3 separate regions of the Capsicum annuum genome follow, and regions 2 and 3 are each linked to region 1. A link is a contact called in public Hi-C data. All regions are on one chromosome and are shown on one strand. The core of a region is the stretch at or near the end of the contact, and the rest is flanking DNA. Distances in the headings are between cores, read along the strand shown.

The links. Hi-C and Micro-C count contacts between places; a contact is called where the count stands out from the background.
Region 2: a Hi-C map of leaf shows a contact between it and region 1, with 2.6 times the contacts expected there. The contact joins two enhancer-like sites. A contact is called at or near these places in 4 of 5 Hi-C or Micro-C datasets (bud, leaf and placenta).
Region 3: a Hi-C map of leaf shows a contact between it and region 1, with 3 times the contacts expected there. The contact joins two enhancer-like sites. A contact is called at or near these places in 5 of 5 Hi-C or Micro-C datasets (bud, leaf, pericarp and 1 more).

The regions. Positions count from the first base shown.
Region 1 is chr2:83,110,684-83,114,094 of UCD10Xv1.1, forward strand. No RefSeq gene overlaps it. Among protein-coding and RNA genes, the nearest start is that of LOC107858668, 9.7 kb to the right of the region's middle. Within about 2 kb of position 1,783, at least 5 of the 5 cell types and tissues checked have an H3K27ac peak or open chromatin away from gene starts, as enhancers often do. A contact at or near this core is called in bud and leaf, where this site is marked.
Region 2 is chr2:82,996,853-83,000,263 of UCD10Xv1.1, forward strand. No RefSeq gene overlaps it. Among protein-coding and RNA genes, the nearest start is that of LOC107858668, 120 kb to the right of the region's middle. Within about 2 kb of position 1,494, at least 3 of the 5 cell types and tissues checked have an H3K27ac peak or open chromatin away from gene starts, as enhancers often do. A contact at or near this core is called in leaf, where this site is marked.
Region 3 is chr2:83,204,307-83,207,717 of UCD10Xv1.1, forward strand. It overlaps LOC107858665 (cell division cycle protein 27 homolog B), which reads left to right. Exons shown (of 15, transcript XM_016703422.2): 12 at 229-348; 13 at 488-707; 14 at 796-1,077; 15 at 1,343-1,657. The coding sequence ends at 1,393. Among protein-coding and RNA genes, the nearest start is that of LOC107858665, 19 kb to the left of the region's middle. Within about 2 kb of position 1,670, at least 4 of the 5 cell types and tissues checked have an H3K27ac peak or open chromatin away from gene starts, as enhancers often do. A contact at or near this core is called in bud and leaf, where this site is marked.

The sequences.
Region 1 (3,411 bases), core at 533-3,032:
GTGATTGAATCATAGTAAAAGTTGCATACATAGATATGAATATTGTATGTTAATATCTTTTTGTGCTCATTAATGTTGTCTTTCTATGATTGTTGGTATGAACAAAGTTTAGTTATTGTATTTAAGTAGTTTTTTATTTGGTGTTATACTAATTTAACAGTTGTTTTGTATTTCACTTCGTTGAATGAATTGGATATCAATTAAGTTTGTGTCAACCAGATTTACTGCAGTTTTTCTTTACAAATTGTGATTATTTTTTTCAGTATGAAAGATGACAGTATTCATTAAATCTTAATTTAATACAAAAGTAGATGAGATAGAATCTTGATTCAAAGAGAGAAGCACATAGTGTATGAAATGAGTATATAAATTGGTATCACCTAAATTTAATATCACAATCCATAAATATCAATTTATATATCTATGTCATACAAATGTGACATATAAGAAAACACTTTATAACTGATTTCATTCAATTTATAATCTTAAGTATATCTTCTTAATTTAATATCACAATCACATTATACTCATTCCATATAAATATAACATGTAAGAAACTATTTTATAAATCTTGAATGTAATATTGATATTATACTGGTTTCATACATGAAATAATTCAAAAAATACAAGTTTGTATATTTATTTCATACACTAAAATAAATAATAACAAATAATATTTAGTGAAAGTCGATTTTTATACCAATTTCTGCAATCATTATACTTATTTCATACTGATTTTATACAAAATTGATAAACAAAACAGTTTAATAAGTATATATATAAAAGATAATTTCCACTATATTATTCTTACGAAAGTTACAATCTATATTTAAATCCTTATTTATATTGTTACCAACACAAACTGATCGTTCAATATTTTTCTCTAATATCCATTGACATATCTTTTATTGTTATATACAATGAGTATTTAATAAAGAAATTAACAATACTCCTTATATCATATTATTTTTAAAGAACAAAAGAAAAATAGAAGAAAGAGAATTTCTTATGAAGGAGAACAATCGTTGGTTGAATAATGATTCACAATGGAACAAATCGTTGGTTGAATATTCTAGGACTTCTACGCGAAGGAGTAGAATCGAATTTTGGTTTAGACATGATTCACAATGGAGAATGAAAAAAATAAATATATCAATTTTATGTTTTTCGAAAAGAAGATGAATATTATCTTAAACCCACTTTTTTCAATGAAAAAGATGAATATTATATGAAACCCACTTTTTTTCAATCTTGTATTTTCAAGGGAAGAATATGAATATTCTATGAGTAAGTTAATGGAATCAGATTTTCAATAAATTTTTGAAAGGTTGAGTATTAGAATAGAGAGAGAGAATATATATTTACCATAATTATCAATACACAATTTAAGGGGAATATTGATTACAACCCTATAAATATGAAATTGATTTTAAATTATATAATTAAAAATAAATTTTGAAAATACAATTAAAATAATACATATTTTAATTACAATTAAAATAATATATCTTTTAATAAGTTACTATAATTTGTAACTAAATTACTATTAATGCAATTATCTAAAAGTATTGCTAAAATTTATTATTTTAGATCTAATACTATAGGGGATAATTTTCTCTTAATTAAAGTGTCAAATTTGACAAGGACTTTAGATGAATTTGTGAACACTCAGTGCTTGAAATTTACAACCCACTAATCCAATTTTAGCCCACCTCAGTTCCAGCCAAATTTAGGCCCAATCATCCCTTGACCCGACCCAATAACTAATATCTAACCTGATACCTTTTCCCCCTTTTTCCATCGTTCCAACACAACTAAATTTACCGTCTATCCATGGCTACCCTCCTTTGACTGCCGACCAACGATTAGACCACCGAATAATGGCAAATTCTGGTGGTCACCACCTCTCTTCTCTTCTTTTATCTCTGTCTTTCCATCACCATCATCACTTTTCATTCATATCTTTTCAACTTTTCTTTTGTGGAAGTGAGTTGTCAAACTCTCCAAGAGGTCAATTTAACCTTATGAAGGAAGGAGTGTGAGAATTCAGTAGCTAATAGCCCTTCTATTCCTTCAGTTCGGTGGGTAATAGGAATAGCTCCATTTGAAGAACTCAAATCGTTTATATCAAAATTCAACCAAGTCACAATCTTTCAAATTCCTTCTGAAAAGGTGATTTTCCTTCACCAAACTATCACTTTTTAAAATTCAAATTTCAAATTCTCAGGCTCCTCCAAATAACCGTTCCATTTTTGCCTATAAAAGGGGGCTCTTTTTCACCTTTAGGATATGGTGGAAGTGGTAGCAAATTGGGGAATTTCTTGAGCCTACCATACTTTTTCACTCGGTTTTATCTATTTACAGTTTTTTACACTTTCCTTACTCTTGTTGCTTTACATCATTTGCATACGAAGTTCAAGTTCAAGTTCGAATCGCCAACGTGAACGCTCTAGTTCGCCGCCCCACACAATGTAAATTCTATATCGTCTAATTATATTATATTTGATTTTTATGATTCGTTGATCGTTTGAATTTACTGGTTGATTCTATATATAAGCATGAAATGAAAAATTGTTGGTCGTTCCCTCACTTTAGATTATGTATTTGTTAAATATTTTAGTTGCGATTTCTCTTGAATAAACCTATACAGTTTTTTTTTTTATCAAATAAATGGGTGTTTTGTTTCGTGTCTTTAAAGGTGAACTCGAAGCTGACATCTATTGCACCAGTTGGTTTCATATATATTTAGTGGTATGCTTATAAACTGTTTGTGAATGTGAATCAGCCCGAATAAGCTCTATAAAAACTAAAAGTTTTTTTTCTTCTTTTTGATTCATGTTCAGTGGTCTGTTTTGAGGTTAGTGCGACGGTTCTGATACTTTCAACATGGTAATAGTGACTCAGATGTGACCCTGTTTTATTTGTGTGATACTTTCAACATGGTGATAGTGACTCAGATGTGACCCTGTTTTATTTGTGTGTTCACAAGGTTCTGGCAGCCTTAATTTTGTTTGAAAATTATCTCAGAAAGCTCAAAACTTTACAGATTCTTGGTTGTCCATCACAAAATTTTGTAATTTTTTGCTTGAATAATTGAATATGACATCCATTGGTTGGCGTGTCTTGAATGGTTTGTGAACTTGATCGGAGTTTTCAGCTTCCACGCTAGAATGGAAAGGTTTTCTTATAAACTTCTAGCTCTAAGGTAGAATTAAGGATTTGGCTTGAGATCGTTATATGCTTGTTGAAGTGTTTGCATAATAGCAGTAAATCAAAAGGAAGGTTGATTCCTTTAAAAAATCGTTCCTTAATTAGTCTTGGATGCCGAGTAGGAAAAGGTTATTGCCTGTTGCGTGTATGATTGTTTAAAGTAGCTTGGCCGCTCACTTAAAATTCTGCTTTTACATATCC
Region 2 (3,411 bases), core at 244-2,743, 110 kb before region 1:
CAATTTTGTGGGTTTTGAAACTAAGTACAACTTTTGCTTTTGCTCTAGGAATTAAGTTATGTCTATAAAGCATAACTAATGGATTATGAAATTCTTAAGGCACAACAGTGCCGGCTCTACCTAATAAAAGAAAAGGTAACCGCCTAAGGCTCTCAAGGTTTGTTTTTATTTTTTTTAGCAATAATAGATTATAGGTTTTTATTAAAAAATTATTAAATATTATTTGTAGAAAAAAGTATTTATTATATAAAAGTAAAAATTTATTAGAAGAATTTTGATGTATTTAAAGTGTGTCTCTATAAAGATTAAATGCATTAGTTATATTTACGAAAAAAATAAAAAGAATTATCTATAATATTTACAACTTTGCATCTCAAAATTTAAAATATAGACTTTATTAACTAAAGTAATTTTCCTTAAAAATTTAAGGCCTCGATTTAATTTTCGCCTTAGGCCACCAATGTGCTTGAGCCGCCCCTGAGACACAATAATTTGAACCGAGAGTTATGCCTCTATTACATTTGTTCTGTAGAAATTAATATTACATTTGTTTAGAAATTAAGCACCATAACTTATTTTGCCTTGAACAATATATCTTGCATTATACAATGATGCAAAAATATAAACTTCTGTTTTATGACTTTTATTTTTTATTTTTTTTGATATCAGGAGTATTTTCGATCATTTCTTCATTACTTGAAGTGCTGAATGAGTGGCAAAAACTAAAGCAATCCCAGAATAGGGATATTCGTGCAAATGACCCTTAGCTGGAACTTTCTTTCCTGCAATTTTTAGGAGGGTGAGGGGTTGTATTTGTGGAGTTTCTAACTTTTAAACTTGAATAAAAATATTTTTGTTAAAAGATAAGCTTAAGCAACCTGCTTGATGGATTCTCTTAAAAAAGATATCATTCTCTCTTAATTTTTAACTGAGTTAATAATTTAAATGGTCACTTAACTTTGAACTTTTATTCCAGAAAGTTACTTAATTTTAGATTTTTATCCTAGAAAGTCACTCAACTTTGATCTTTACTCAGAAACACTCAACTTTCACATTTTTACTAAGAAAGTCATTCAACTTTTATATTTTTACTCAGAAAGTCATTCAACTTTCACATTTTTCTTTCTAAGTAAAAATATAAAAGTTGAGTGACTTTCTGAAATAAAAATTTAAAGTTGAGTGACTTTCTGGGATAAAAATCTAAAATTGAATGACCATTTGAGTTATTGACTCATTTTTAACTACGTGTAGGTGGCTCCTGTCTAGGATAAACTCAGTTGGGTCTCACTTTTTTCTAAGTCTCTTTATAAGTAAATCAATCGTTTTTGGTGAAATTCAATCTACCACTGAAAATTCACAAGTACCAAACTATTAATAAGAAAGCAATAGGCTAATTAAAAGGATCGACAGTAAGTTATTTGAGACAAGAAATTTATGAAGTTATTGTGAATAGCATGGGGCGACTCAATTGTGATTATGAAATTGTTGAATATCCAATTATCACTTATAGAGCCCTAAAAAAGAAGGCAGCAAGTCCTGCTTCCTCTTCGCTTAACAAGATTGATTTTCACCCATATATTAAGAAGTGGTGAAAAAATATCGCAGAGAAAATGACAAAATGATCTTGTATGTTTGTTCAAAAAAGTTTCTAAATATGTACGGGACAATGTTTAATCCTTCACGCTTTTTCAAAAGAGATAATAAATCAAAAGTCCCTTAAACTTGCTCTCTCAACTCATTTTAACACTTAAATTTAATTTTCATTTATTTACCCCTTAATATTTTTTAAAGTAAATTTTTTCATCCCTTAATATTTAATACCACTCTCATGAGGAAGAGTGTATCACATTCACTGCCACATCACTGTCATATCAAAGCCACATAAAAAGTTCGATTTTTCTAAAAAAAATTAATCCCCACACTTTATTTTTACATATATTTTTTTAAAAAAATAAAAAAAATATATATATAAAATAAAAAAGACACCGTCCACCCCCCCCAAATTTTCTTTCTTCGTCACAACCCCCACCTACCCCGCCCACCCTGCCCCTTACCCTACAACGTAGCCCCCTTCCTCCCCCTCCTTCTATCTTCTTCAAATGACCCCACCTCTCCCCTCACCTCCATTTTCTATCCTTTCAAACTTAAAACATATTACCAATTCAAGAAACAATCAATTCAAGAAACACCAATTATTCCTTCATCAAACCACCAATTGAAGAAACTCAAATTTTAGGCACAACTTTACAACATCATTAGAAAACTCTAATAATCAATTTAGATATCAATCATGATTTTAATGAACTTATTTTTTTTTTTGTTTTCAAGTTTTTTCAAGCTTCAACAATGACGGATACAAAATTAAACTAGCAAAATTTATACCAATCAAACTCAAAATTCAAGTACAACTTTACATCATCATCAGAAAACACCAATAATCAATTTGAACATCAACCACAAATTCGACAAGAAATTAATTCAACAACAAAGTTTAACCCATTAAAATTTATAACTTTTCACACACATTTTTCCTTTTTGAAGAAATTAATGAAGATAATGGAAGTGGAGATGGAGAGTTAGAAGAAGGAGAAAAGAAATTGGGATGGATGGTAAGAAGGAATACAAGAAAATGGGGGTGGGGGGTGGGGAGGGGGGCGAGGGGGCATGAAGAAGATGAAGATCGGATGGGATGAGAGGTAAGGGGTGGATTTATATATATATATATTTTAAAAAAAGAGGGGCCATATCAGTTTTAAAATTAAAAAACACGTTTTGTTTTAAATTCACGTCAACTTGAGGGATGAAAAGAATTCACTTTAAAAATGTTAAGGGGTTAAATAAATGAAAGTTAAGTTTAAGTGTTAAAGTGAGTTGGGAGGACAAGTTTAGGAAAGATTTTGATGTATTATCTCTTTCCAAAATGTAATACTTTTAGTTTCCGACAAATATTTATCGAATTGTCTATTAGACTTGACTGGAACAATGAAAATCTAACTATAAACACCAAGAAAATCTCATCAAATTTAAAATATACAACAGAAAAAGGCTATACTAGCTACTAAAAGATATAAAACGTCGTAAATATTACACCTTAAAAAATTATACCACACTCCTCACTCTAAATAAATCCAAATAGCAGAAAGTACAAAAATTATACCTCTCTATATGTGAATTTCTACCAATTTCCTTTTCGTACAGTACTGTTAGTAAATAGTTCACGAAACTAAAAGAAACCAAAACTATTCCTTGCATACTCAATAACCTATTTTGAGCCCACGACCCTCAAATATAAGGGAACATTTTTGCCATTTTTCCAAAAATAGGAAACTAACTCCATAATGTTAATATAAAAGTGGTTCCTCACCTCCTTGAAATTCTAAAATTCTTAGGATTGAGTACCTATTTAGTGAA
Region 3 (3,411 bases), core at 420-2,919, 94 kb after region 1:
CTAAACTAATAATTATAGCTAACCCTAATCATTGTGAAACTATAAAACATAAATCCTATTCTAATAATAACGAAAGCTACTTTAAAATATAATTAAATACTTGATTAATTGACTTCCACGCATCCATAACACTGTTGCAAATAGTAGTTGGAGCTAAACAGAAAAACCAGTATCATCTGTTCTCTTGATTATGACATAGTTGGTAATATTTTATTCATGGTATGGCAGGTGTGCTATGGGGAATCGCTATAGTTTACAGAAAGACCATGAAACTGCTCTTAGAAACTTTCAACGAGCTGTACAACTAAATCCTAGATTTGCATACGGGCACACGCTTTGTGGTCATGAGTATGGCACATTCCTTCCTTTTCTCAAGCATTCCCTTCTTTATTGGCAAAACGTGAACCCGGCATTTCTATTCTTTTGATTCTAGAGAGGTGGATCGTTAATTTCTTTATAAGCTTGACTCACTGTCTATATTTTTCAGATATGTTGCTTTAGAAGATTTTGAAAATGCTATTAAGAGCTATCAAAGTGCACTTCGTGTGGATGCCAGGCATTACAATGCCTGGTATGGGCTTGGAATGATCTATCTCCGACAGGAGAAGTTTGAATTTTCAGAGCATCACTTTCGAATGGCTTTGGGCATAAATCCATATTCTTCTGTTATCATGTCATATCTCGGCACTTCATTACACGCTTTGAAGGTGTGGTAGTTTTCTGTTATGATTTTTATGCTGAAACACAGGATGTTGTTCTTAATTTAAATCTAATCTGCCTCTTACGGATGGACAGAAAAATGAGGAGGCACTGGAAGTGATGGAGCTGGCTATCGTAGCAGACAAGAAAAACCCTCTTCCAATGTATCAGAAGGCTAACATTCTTGTGAGCATGGAAAGTTTTGATGCTGCTTTAGATGTCTTAGAGGAGCTTAAAGAGCATGCTCCTCGTGAGAGCAGTGTCTATGCTTTGATGGGTAGGATATACAAGAGATGTAATATGTACGACAAAGCCATGCTTCATTTTGGAGTAGCATTAGATTTAAAACCATCTGCAACTGATGTTGCAACCATTAAGGTGATTGCCCATTTGCCCACTCATGCACGTGTGTATATATATGATCAAATGTGCTTCTGGTAATTTTTTCAACCAGTTAGAGCACGATGATTCTTTTCTTCTCTGGGCCTTTTACTCTTTTGTTCTTCACCCCTTCGTTTCTACATTGTGCTAATGCGCGTGTCCTGCAATCTCAAGTATGCTTTGGGGCTATTTTATGTCAAAACTGATTCAAATTATACTAGCTGATCTCTGACCTGTTCACTGTTTCCTCGTTTTCTATCAGGCTGCCATCGAAAAATTGCACGTACCAGATGAGATGGAAGATGAATTATAATATATCTGAATTAACTGGGAAATGAGAAGATCAGGCTGTAAATTATCCCGCTCGAAAGATACAACTACTTGAAGGTAGATCAGGCAGCTCTGGAAGGATTTTATGGATTGTTTGTCTCACTTGAGAGGGCATTGTGTGCCAATGTAGAGTTGTTAGTTGAGTACTTCCTGTCAGAACAGCTGTAGCACTGCACCTGCCAAACGAGGCTTCTAGTGAACGTACACTTCTCATTAATCTTCTCCAATTTCATTTGTGTTTGATTGACTTGGAGCCACCAGGAATTTTTCGCAGATCTGACGATAATCACTGGTATCATCGTACATAAATTTGAAATGTTTTAAGAGGGTGTAGCGTTATTAGTTGGGTTTTATGACGTTTCGCAGAGCGACTCTCAACGAGGACGTTGAGACTGTTCGAAAAAAAAAAAAGATTTTTTGGCGTAATCCGCCTTTACTAAAAGAAAAAAAGGTTCAAGTTTCAATCGATATTTGCGGAGTTGATTATCCCTCTTGAAAACAAAGATTTGAAGTGGTCTATGATTTACTGAGTATGCGGTATAACTCATGCATTCATGTACAAACCGGTGCAGACGAAGTAACATGAATATCTCCGGTAGTCGGTCTATTTTCATCAGCCGGCCGGTGAGTTTGGGATATGTTTGGCTTTTCTCTATCAATCATCTGGATCGATGCCGTATATCAACAGATTATGGTTTCAAGGGTCATCCATTACGAAAAGACATCTATGTACAATAATATGAGTTGTTCTTATGCAACACACTGGGATAGCTGTTGGAGCCTTTTGCTCTCATAAAATTACTTAAGAAATTAATATAGAGCAGCAATTCGGTGGTACGTTGGTCTTAAAAGCTATTAGTATTTAAGCCTTTCGACATGAAAAAAGAAGTTTTGGACAAAAATTATTCCTAGCTAAACATGGAATAACTCCTACATGTTTCAAAGCTTTTACAAGTGAAACTTTGGTACACTAGACATTTTCCTACGTATAAAATTCTAGCTACTGTACAAGCTATGTATGTTAGAACTTTTAAAGATAAAATTCCAACATTGTATCTTGGTTCTCTTTGCAACATGCTTCGGTTAATATATACATGCTACCATTGTCAATCCATGTATGTGTTGGCACGTCGGTTTAATTCGCTTCTTTCTGTTACAGATAGGGAAACTTACATTCTCTTTGTGAACTAAACAAACAAAGCAGCTGTTCCAAAGTGACAAGAAACAAATATAATATGAAAGAGAAGAAAGGAAAATCAAACAACACCGAAGGAAACGAAAATAAAGGAATTGGTAGGTACTTTTAAAAATAGTTAATACATAAAAACGAGCCTAAACTTGACACTAAATTATAACTTTGACCTTAAACTTTGATAGTGCACAAATAAGACCTTTAACTATTCAAAACCTGAACAAATATGACCTCCGATTTTGCAACCCCATGCGTGAGTCTCATTCGCGCCTACGTGGAAAGGTAACCCAATCACACGGTGCCACGTCGTTAAAAGGACTGACTTGGAGAGGTCATATTTGTGCAGTCTTGAATAGTTAAATGTCATATTTGTACACTGTCAAAGTTTTGCTTTTTGTGTTAAAACGACGTTTTTTCTTTTAATTATTATTATTATTATTATTATTATTATTATTATTATTATTATTATTATTATTATTGTTATTATTATTATAATATTTTTTTTATTTCTATAGTAGCAGCACCTAACTTTTTTTAATTTTAAAAAATTATTATTATTTTATTTATTTCTATAGCAGTAGCACCTAGTTTTTTTTTTAATTAAAAAAAAACCAACCACTAGCAGGGATTGAACTCGCACAGTAGGCTGAATGAAGTGCCCAAGAAGAGCAAATAACACCACTGGGCTATCTAAGTGCCTTGTTTCATGTGGTTCAACATTAATATACGTACATAAATATACATTTTCTATCTTATATACATACAAAGTAATTTTTTTACCGAGGGGGTTCGGGTGAACCCCATGGCAA